Regions from separate parts of the Mus musculus genome. Here region 2 is linked to region 1. Evidence: chromatin contacts called from public promoter capture Hi-C data. All regions are on one chromosome and are shown on one strand. The core of a region is the stretch at or near the end of the contact, and the rest is flanking DNA. Distances in the headings are between cores, read along the strand shown.

What was found. Promoter capture Hi-C pulls out the DNA fragments that hold promoters and counts their contacts.
Region 2: a contact with region 1 is called in a promoter capture Hi-C map of liver. The contact joins the enhancer-like site here to the promoter of Afdn in region 1. A contact is called at or near these places in 1 of 39 promoter capture datasets (liver), 6 of 115 datasets of contacts at active chromatin or transcription factors (the SCID.adh cell line, bone marrow-derived macrophages, embryonic stem cells and 2 more) and 3 of 9 other capture datasets (adipose tissue, liver and pancreatic islet).

Annotation. Positions count from the first base shown.
Region 1 is chr17:13,758,657-13,762,571 of GRCm38.p6, reverse strand. It overlaps Afdn (afadin, adherens junction formation factor), which reads right to left and starts at 2,031. Exons shown (of 33, transcript NM_010806.1): 1 at 1,794-2,031. The coding sequence starts at 1,898. It overlaps Tcte2 (t-complex-associated testis expressed 2), which reads left to right and starts at 1,169. Exons shown (of 3, transcript NM_022311.3): 1 at 1,169-1,286.
Region 2 is chr17:13,865,408-13,869,322 of GRCm38.p6, reverse strand. All of the region lies in intron 22 of Afdn (afadin, adherens junction formation factor), which reads right to left. Among named protein-coding and RNA genes, the nearest start is that of Gm7168, 81 kb to the left of the region's middle. Within about 2 kb of position 2,007, at least 134 of the 459 cell types and tissues checked have an H3K27ac peak or open chromatin away from gene starts, as enhancers often do. A contact at or near this core is called in adipose tissue, bone marrow-derived macrophages, extraembryonic endoderm stem cells and 3 more, where this site is marked.

The sequences.
Region 1 (3,915 bases), core at 782-3,281:
TAATTTTTTTCATTGTCTACACAACTCTTTACCTGCAGAAAACTGGGGGGGGGGGGGGGGAACATTCCACAAAACATGCAACTTTACTGTTCATCTCTCCAAAATGATAAAGTTTCAAGTGAATGCTTATAGAATAGAATCCAGTTAAATCTAAAATATTTAATTTAAAATGTTTTAAAGCTAACTCCTCAATTTAAGACTAAAACACTAAGCTGTTACTTCTCAACAGAAAACACATCTTTTCTTAATCAGATAAGAACTCTGGGGGAGGGGGAGGAACAAGGGAATTCACTTGACTAGCAATATTTTACTTGCAAAGTTTATCCTGCCATTTAAAAAAAAAAAAATCAAGCTAATTATTCTGAAAGACAAAATAATACTGAAACTATATTGATTCAGGGCTCCTTTCTAAAGAGTCGCTTGTAAGGCTATGAACGAACACTAACTACACAGTAAATTTGCTTACTAAAATACAACTCGTAAAATCGTTACAGAAGATGAATTATGAATCAGGAGTAACTTAACATCCACCGGTGTTCAAATTGGCCACCTGAACCTAATAATTTACCTTAGCTTGTCAAATAGGGATCGAGAGAAAGGGCTCTAACTAGGTCAAGTGTGCTCACAAGAAGGTGAGAGGGAAGGAGAGGAAAACCTGCCTTCCTCCACCGGCAAAATTAAGTCAATCTGAGAAGACTGCTCAGATCTACCAAATCTGTGTTCGCGGCTAAGCGCTGGCTGCTGTGTTTCAGCAAGCACCTCTTAGGTTTCAAAGCCAGAGCTATTTCCAAATCCGGCACAAGTCCTGGGTATAGTGTGGGGTCGCGTGGAACAGGTCTGCCCAGCCACAACTTAACCAAACGCCCTTTGGCCCGCTGTCTAACGGAGGCTTCCCCGAGGCTTCCCGCCGGCCACGGAACTCCTCCGACAGTCTCCCCGGTACCAACCGGCTGGCTGGATACCGGCCCTCACCCCACCCCCAAGATCGTCCAGAACGCTTCCCGCAGCCCCGCTGCGTACCGCCAGCGCACGGGGCTGGAGCAGGGGTTTATCTGTCTGCCCGCTGCGCGCCACCGGACCCCGCCGGGCTAGAACGCACGCGCGCCGTGGGGCGCACGGGGCTCACACCGCCGCGGGCATCGGCCGGTCACGTGGCCTCGGAGGGGCCGAGATCCGCGTCCCGACGGTTCGAAGACGCCATCAAAGAAACCGGCGGCGAGGAGCGCATCCCGCAGGGGAAGGCCCGCGGCCTGCGTGGGCCGCGACGGGGACCGGTGCGCTGGCAGGTAAGGGCCGGGAGGGCACAGGTGGGTCGTGCCGCACAGGTGGGCGGCCAGGTGCAGTCCTGTGGGCGCAAGCGGGGCCTGAGGACACAAGTGCGCGCCTGGAAAGGATGCGGGTGACACAGGTGGGGTCTGAGGACCCACGTGGGTGGCCAGGCGGAGTCCCGGGGACACAAGTGCACGTCCAGGTGTGTCTCCGCGCGCAGGTGGCCGGCCCGCCCTCTGCGCCGGCCACCAAGCCGCCCTGGACCCCGCCCGGGCGGCGGGGCACCGCAGGAGGCGACAAGGACGAGCGCCCCTAGGGACCCCGCTGGCCAGTACGGTGGGCGGAGGCCGAGGGGACAGGGCCGCGGGCGAGGGCGGGTCCGCGGGCGGACGGGCGGGCGGGCAGGCCAGCGGGGGAGGGGCGGCCGCGGGACCCCACCGCGCTCTGCCTCCCGCGGCCTCCGCGTCGCCGGCCCGCGCGCGGGCCCCCTCCCCTCGCACCCCGGCGGCGGCGGCGGCGCTCACCTCGGTCGGCTGGCTGATCTCGAACAGGTCCAGCCGGTTGGCGTTCCAGTGGTGAATGATGTCGGCCAGCTTCCGCCGCTCTTCGTCGCGGCCGCCCGCCGACATGATCGCGGCCGCTCCTCCCCAGGGCCAGCCGGGCCGGAACACCGCAGGCCGCCTCACCGCCGCCGCCGCCGCCGCGCGTCCTCCGCCGGGCTCGGCCCGCGTCCGGCCCGCGCCGCTTCAGCCCGCCTCAGCCGCGGCCGGTGCGCCGAGCGCCGCCCCCCGCCCTCCCGCCGCCGTGCGCGCCCGCCCGCCGTGCGCGTCCCCGCGAGCGCGCGCCGCGCCGCTAGGTGCTGCCGCGTGGTCGCGCGCGCGTGCGTGCGTGCAGGGGCGCGTCGGGTGTCAGCGGGCCGCACTCGCTCTGTGCCGGAGGCGTGAGTCCTCACCGGAGCCGCTCGGTCCTGCGGCCGCGCTCGGTCCGCCCTGGGCAGGCTCAGGGGTGGCGGACGAGCTGGCGAGCAGAGGGGCGGCGCCCTGACGGGCGGGGCGACCCGGAGCTGCAGAGCGGGATGGACAGGTGGGCGTGGGCTGCGCGGCCGGCGGAACTGGCCGGCCATCCCGCCGCGGCCCTGACGCCTGGGCTGCGCTGGCTGCTGGGGTCAAATCCCAGCTGACCTTTCTCCGGAGGAAAGATAAATTATTATGGTTGTGTGTGAGCGTCAGTGCAAATGTTTTCCGAGCCCTCCTCCGGCTCAGGGTGCCTTTTGGATCCCCCGCATTCCTCAACCCCGGCCAGGGAGCGGCGGCGCCCTTTGTGTCTCCGCGGAGCGCATGCCACCTCGGGGAAAACAACGAATCTGAGTTAGAACGGGGAGAGAGAGACACTAGCGTGAGTTTTGTTAATCTTTTAAAGCCTCCCGGTGAACCTAGAAACCCAAAAATTATCTTGAACAGCAAATGCTCTGGGGTTTAGAGAACGTTTGTTTCTTTGTCTTTTTCATTGCCTCTTCCGTGCCAAAAACAATCTGTTTGCTGGAGAACACATCCGGAAAGAGCTGTTTTCCCCTGTTCATCCAGGTAAAATTGGTGTTTGGCATGCTCTAAGGGAAAGCCTTCACCGGAGCTAAGAGAGCAATACGCTGTATTTGACATGCCCTCTTTTATTTCTGCTCTCTCTCCCTTTTCCAGTGAGAAGATATGTTTTCTCTCTACCAGTTAGATTTCTTCTTTTGTCAGAAAGAAGAGCATCTGTCCTCCAGGCTGGGCTTTGTCTCCGTTTGCTCTGCGACTGCACTAGCGCAGCAAGGCTACATAAGGAGGCTTTTCAGCAGAGGAGCCTGGTGTTGAACTCGTGCCATGGGGAATGAATTCTTCTATAGACCCCTCGTCCTCTTCTGGAAGTTAAAGGGGGGCGATTTGCAAAAAAAGCATATGTGTATGAATGTGTCTTCCTGTCCTAGCATTTTGTGCCTTTAAGTCCTTGTGCTTCTGAGTGGACTCGACTGTCAGTGCCGCTCAAGGCCCTCACTAGCCTCCACACTCAGAGTTCCCCTGACAGAGCCAGTGTAAACTGGTTTTCACAGCATGAGCTGTATTCCTGCTGAAGAACTGGCTTTTACAGAATTTGCAAAGCTAGCAATTAGACAACTAACACCCATGCCACTGTGTTGTTAAAGGGAACATTCAGTATTGCTAGAGACCGAGAAAGGCTCTCTGCAGCGTTGTTTTTATGGGAAGAAATATGTATGTAGAGAAGCCAACAGACAGTGCAGGGCTAAATCCATGTCCGCTGCCCTTGGTTTCTGGTTTACTTTAAAAAGCTCCATCTGTATCATCTTCACAAGTGAACCAGTTCCCAAAGTATAATGCATTGTAAGTATTTAGTATATTGATAACGGCTTGAAATCTACAGAATACCTGTGATTTTTCTCACAGCCGAAAAGACCCGAACTATTATGTGTTCAACCAAGGAGAGCTTTAGGCTGGGCCCACTATTCCACTAATCCTCATTGTTTGAGACGCAGCGATAAATGGGGAGTGGTAGGCCAGGCCTGTGTTCCAAGAACAGGGAGGCGTGGCAGGAGGATGAGGAATTGACCTCCTAGAAGTTGAAGAAAAAGAAAAGGGAACCAAAACAATG
Region 2 (3,915 bases), core at 758-3,257, 110 kb before region 1:
GGCTTGCTCAGCCTGCTCTCTTATAGAACCCAAGACTACCAGTCCAGAGATGGTCCCACCCACAAGGGGACTTCCTCTCTTGATCACTAATTGAGAAAATGCCTTACAGCTGGATCTCATGGAGGTATTTCCTCAACTGAAGCTCCTTTCTCTGTGATAACTCCAGCTGTGTCAAGTTGACACAAAACTAGCCAGTACAATTGACCCCTTGTCAACTTGACACACAAACACATCACTAGTAAGCCTCAACCCTTACATTCTTATTCATCCCCAAGATCTAAATAACTTTAAAAGTCCCACAGTCTTTACATATTCTTAAAATTTCAATCTCTTTAAAATACCCATCTCTTTTAAAATCCAAAGTCTTTTTAGAATTAAAAATCTCTTATCTGTGGGCTTCACTAAAATAATTTCTTCCTTCAAGAGGGAAAATATCAGGGCACAGTCACAATCAAAAGCAAAAATCAATCTCCAACCGTCCAATGTCTGGGATCCAACTCATGATCTTCTGGGCTCCTCCAAGGGCTTAGGTCACTTCTCCAGCCAGGCCCTTTGTAGCACACGCGTTGTCCTCTAGGCTCCAGATGCCTGTACTCCACTGCTGCTGCTGCTCTTGGTGGTCATCTCATGGTACTGGCATCTCCAAAACCAGTACCACCTGGGTGACCCTTACACATTAACAAGTCCCGCTGCAGCAGGAGTACAACCTTGACTATCTTTGGAACACAGCCTCTTTGTGCTTTCAGAAAACACTTCTCAGAAGATGTCACCTCAACGATGCTGGTCTCTTCTTAATCACCGCTAATTGCTTAGCTCCAGCTAACCTGCATCAAAAGCTCCTTTCTCTGTGATAACTCCAGCTGTGTCAAGTTGACACAGAACCAGCCAGTACAGGAACCTTATGATTTAATCTAAGATTTAAAAACTTAAAACTCGGGTATTTAGTTTAAAAGAACTAACTGTAACATCATTAAGGCAGTAATTAGCCAATTGTTTCTTAAAAAAATATTGCAATATATAGTAAAAATATGCTGTAATATATAGTAGTAAAAAGCAGTAATTAGCCAATTGTTTCTTAAAAAAATATTGCAATATATAGTAAAAATATGCTGTAATATATAGTAGTAAAAATAAACACAGTAGTAAATATTTTAATATATTTAAACTATAAGTTGATATTTTCATGTTTTAAAAAAGAACAGCACATCAAAAAGCTGTGGAGAAAGTCTACTCTGAAGCTATCAAATGTAGCCGAAAGTTATGAGCACCTGACTATGTCTGCTTTTGCAAATTATACAACGGCAGTTACCATTTAAAGCCATTTCTACCATATTATAACTAGTAGGGCTAAATCTTATGGGTTTTTTTTTTCCTGAATAAAAAAATATCATAAGAACTTCACATTTTTATGAACCTTAAATATTTGCAACATAAACAGAGAACAACAACAATCTGGGTATGTAATTACAAGCTACGTTACAAGCCTCACTCTAGATGAGCAAGTTAATTATTAACAGGTTTGAACAAGCCAGAGTGCAGGAGGAAGCATTCTTTAAGGATCAGTTTGCACAAGAACATTCAGGACAACACCCTGAAGAAACTCACCACTGATTCTGCCCTTCCGACAACAGAGAACCACATGTTATCTCCAGGACAACAGCCTCGAGCTGGAGACTAGTTGTCTACTTCTCTCAGTTCCCACAGCAAGCAGCACAGCTGGCTTTTCGGGACTGGCTGGCCACAATGCCGACTGGGTGCTGTGACACTGTATGGCATTTATCAACAGGAACTGGAACCAACGCAACACTCAGGTTCTTATGCAACCCAGCCACTCAGATTTTCATTCCCTTCGTCCTTTACTAAACTTTAAAGGGTTATAAAAATGAACGGGAATTGTTTGTATTTTAAAAATCCAAATTAAACAGGAAGCGTCGGCACGGTGCTATCCCACAGACGAGTAAGAAGTAGCATGCTGAACTCTCCAAAAGCAATGTCTCCAAAAGTAAACTGCAAACCCACATCGCTTCCAAATCATCTGGATTTCATAATGTTTAACCACCATGTGGAGGGCAAGGAGAAGAACTTAATATCAAAACACGGTTCTGGGTTACAGCAACAGAGACATGCAGCAATTAAAAAAGGGAAGAGGCCTGAGTTAGACACTCAAATTTGCAGCAAACAACAGAAAGGTTTGGGGTGACAGGAAAATACAGTGGGCTGGGTGGAAGTAAGAGCTACATGGAATAAGCAGCTACTGCCAGTGTTTTTGATGGCTTCTTACTCAATCATGAGGGAACACAATCATCACTAAGTCTTAAAGGCACAGAGACAGACAAGCCCATAGGCCTGCAGAGCCCTCAGGCCGAGGGCAGCCTACAAGTAGCTAAGCAGGAGACAGGGCTGACCATCCCAACATGTACCAGAGGTCATCACTATTATCTATATAGACCTAAACACTTCTCACCTGTGCTGTGCTGTCCAGCAGCTGTCCACCCAAGGCGACCTGTGCTTTCTTTGGCTGAGCCTTCCTTCCTATACTATAAACATGACACATACAGAGTGGAATAGGCACAGTGAAACGCTATTTACCTGTGTCGTCCAGAAAACAGATGTTAGGGATACTATTATTCATATATTAAAAATGGCACACTGTCCAGTTTACAAAGTATTTTTAGTTATTTCATTCAGAGTGCCCAATTACCAATTCCTAAATTTTATCTCTGGCTCTAACTTTTTGAGCTCCATTTTCCAATCCCCTGCTAGAAAACACATTAGTTTATCTTACCAGGATCCCAAAATTTCAAGTGTGACATATTCAATCCTGAACTTACAATTAACCTCCACCAACTTCTGCCTGTTCTTTTTCTGACAGTTTTGCCTTCAGGACCCAGCGGCTCAAGTCAGAACCAGATTCTCTGTTTCTCCCCTCAATTCATCCCATCTGAGCACTGCCATGCAGCAAGTATCTACCACCACTGACCATGACCAAGGAACTACCTGCCACTCATCAAGGCAGGAGATAACACATTCCCTCACAAGGGTCTGGTACATTTCTGCTACTGATTACCTCTGCCACCTCTGCTACTAGGATCTTTCATTGCAAAATGAGTGCAGAAACCCTGTGAATTAGCTACTTTTCTCCTGCTATAAAAAGAAAAGCCAAAAACTCAAAACAACAACAATAAAAACAAACAAAAAATGATAAAAGCAACTTAAAAGATAGTTTTTGTTCGTGTCTCATGGTTTGAGGCGGTTAAGTCCATCATCACTGTTGAAAAGCTGTGGCAGCGAGAAGAAGAGGGGCCTGGTCACACTGAATCCACAGTTAAGAAGCAAAGGGGGACAAATGCTGGTGCTCAGCTGGCTCCATCCCTTTCCTTCCTTGTTCAAGTCTAGGAACCCAGTCAATAGGACAATTTGGCCACAGACATGGGTCTTCCCTTCTCAGTTCAATCTCTGAAAACATCCTCAGACAACACAAAGGGGTCTGGGTGTCTCCTGGTGATTCTAAATCCAGCCATGGTGACAACAAAAGCTTATCATCAAAGCCTACAATCCCCACCCCACACAACATAACAGTTATCATACTATACCCTAGTCAAAGCCCTCTCTCACTTACACTAAAACGTACAGTTTTGACAAGATGCACCTTCACAAGGTTGAATCTCAGAGAGGAACTAATACGCCTGTTCTTGTAAATCAGGTTTCAGGGAACACAGGCTGGACTACGACTCTGAGCTTGGCTTGATGCCCTACTTCTCCACATGATACCTGGCAGAGGAACCAAGAGTGGACAAGGATGCAAGACCGACCTTGAGCATCATATGACAGAACGCAAGGTCCTTAGCATCAAGACAGCACCCCAGGAGATCAAACATAAGTCAGACAGAGTCTACAGAAATGCACTGTAAGGCT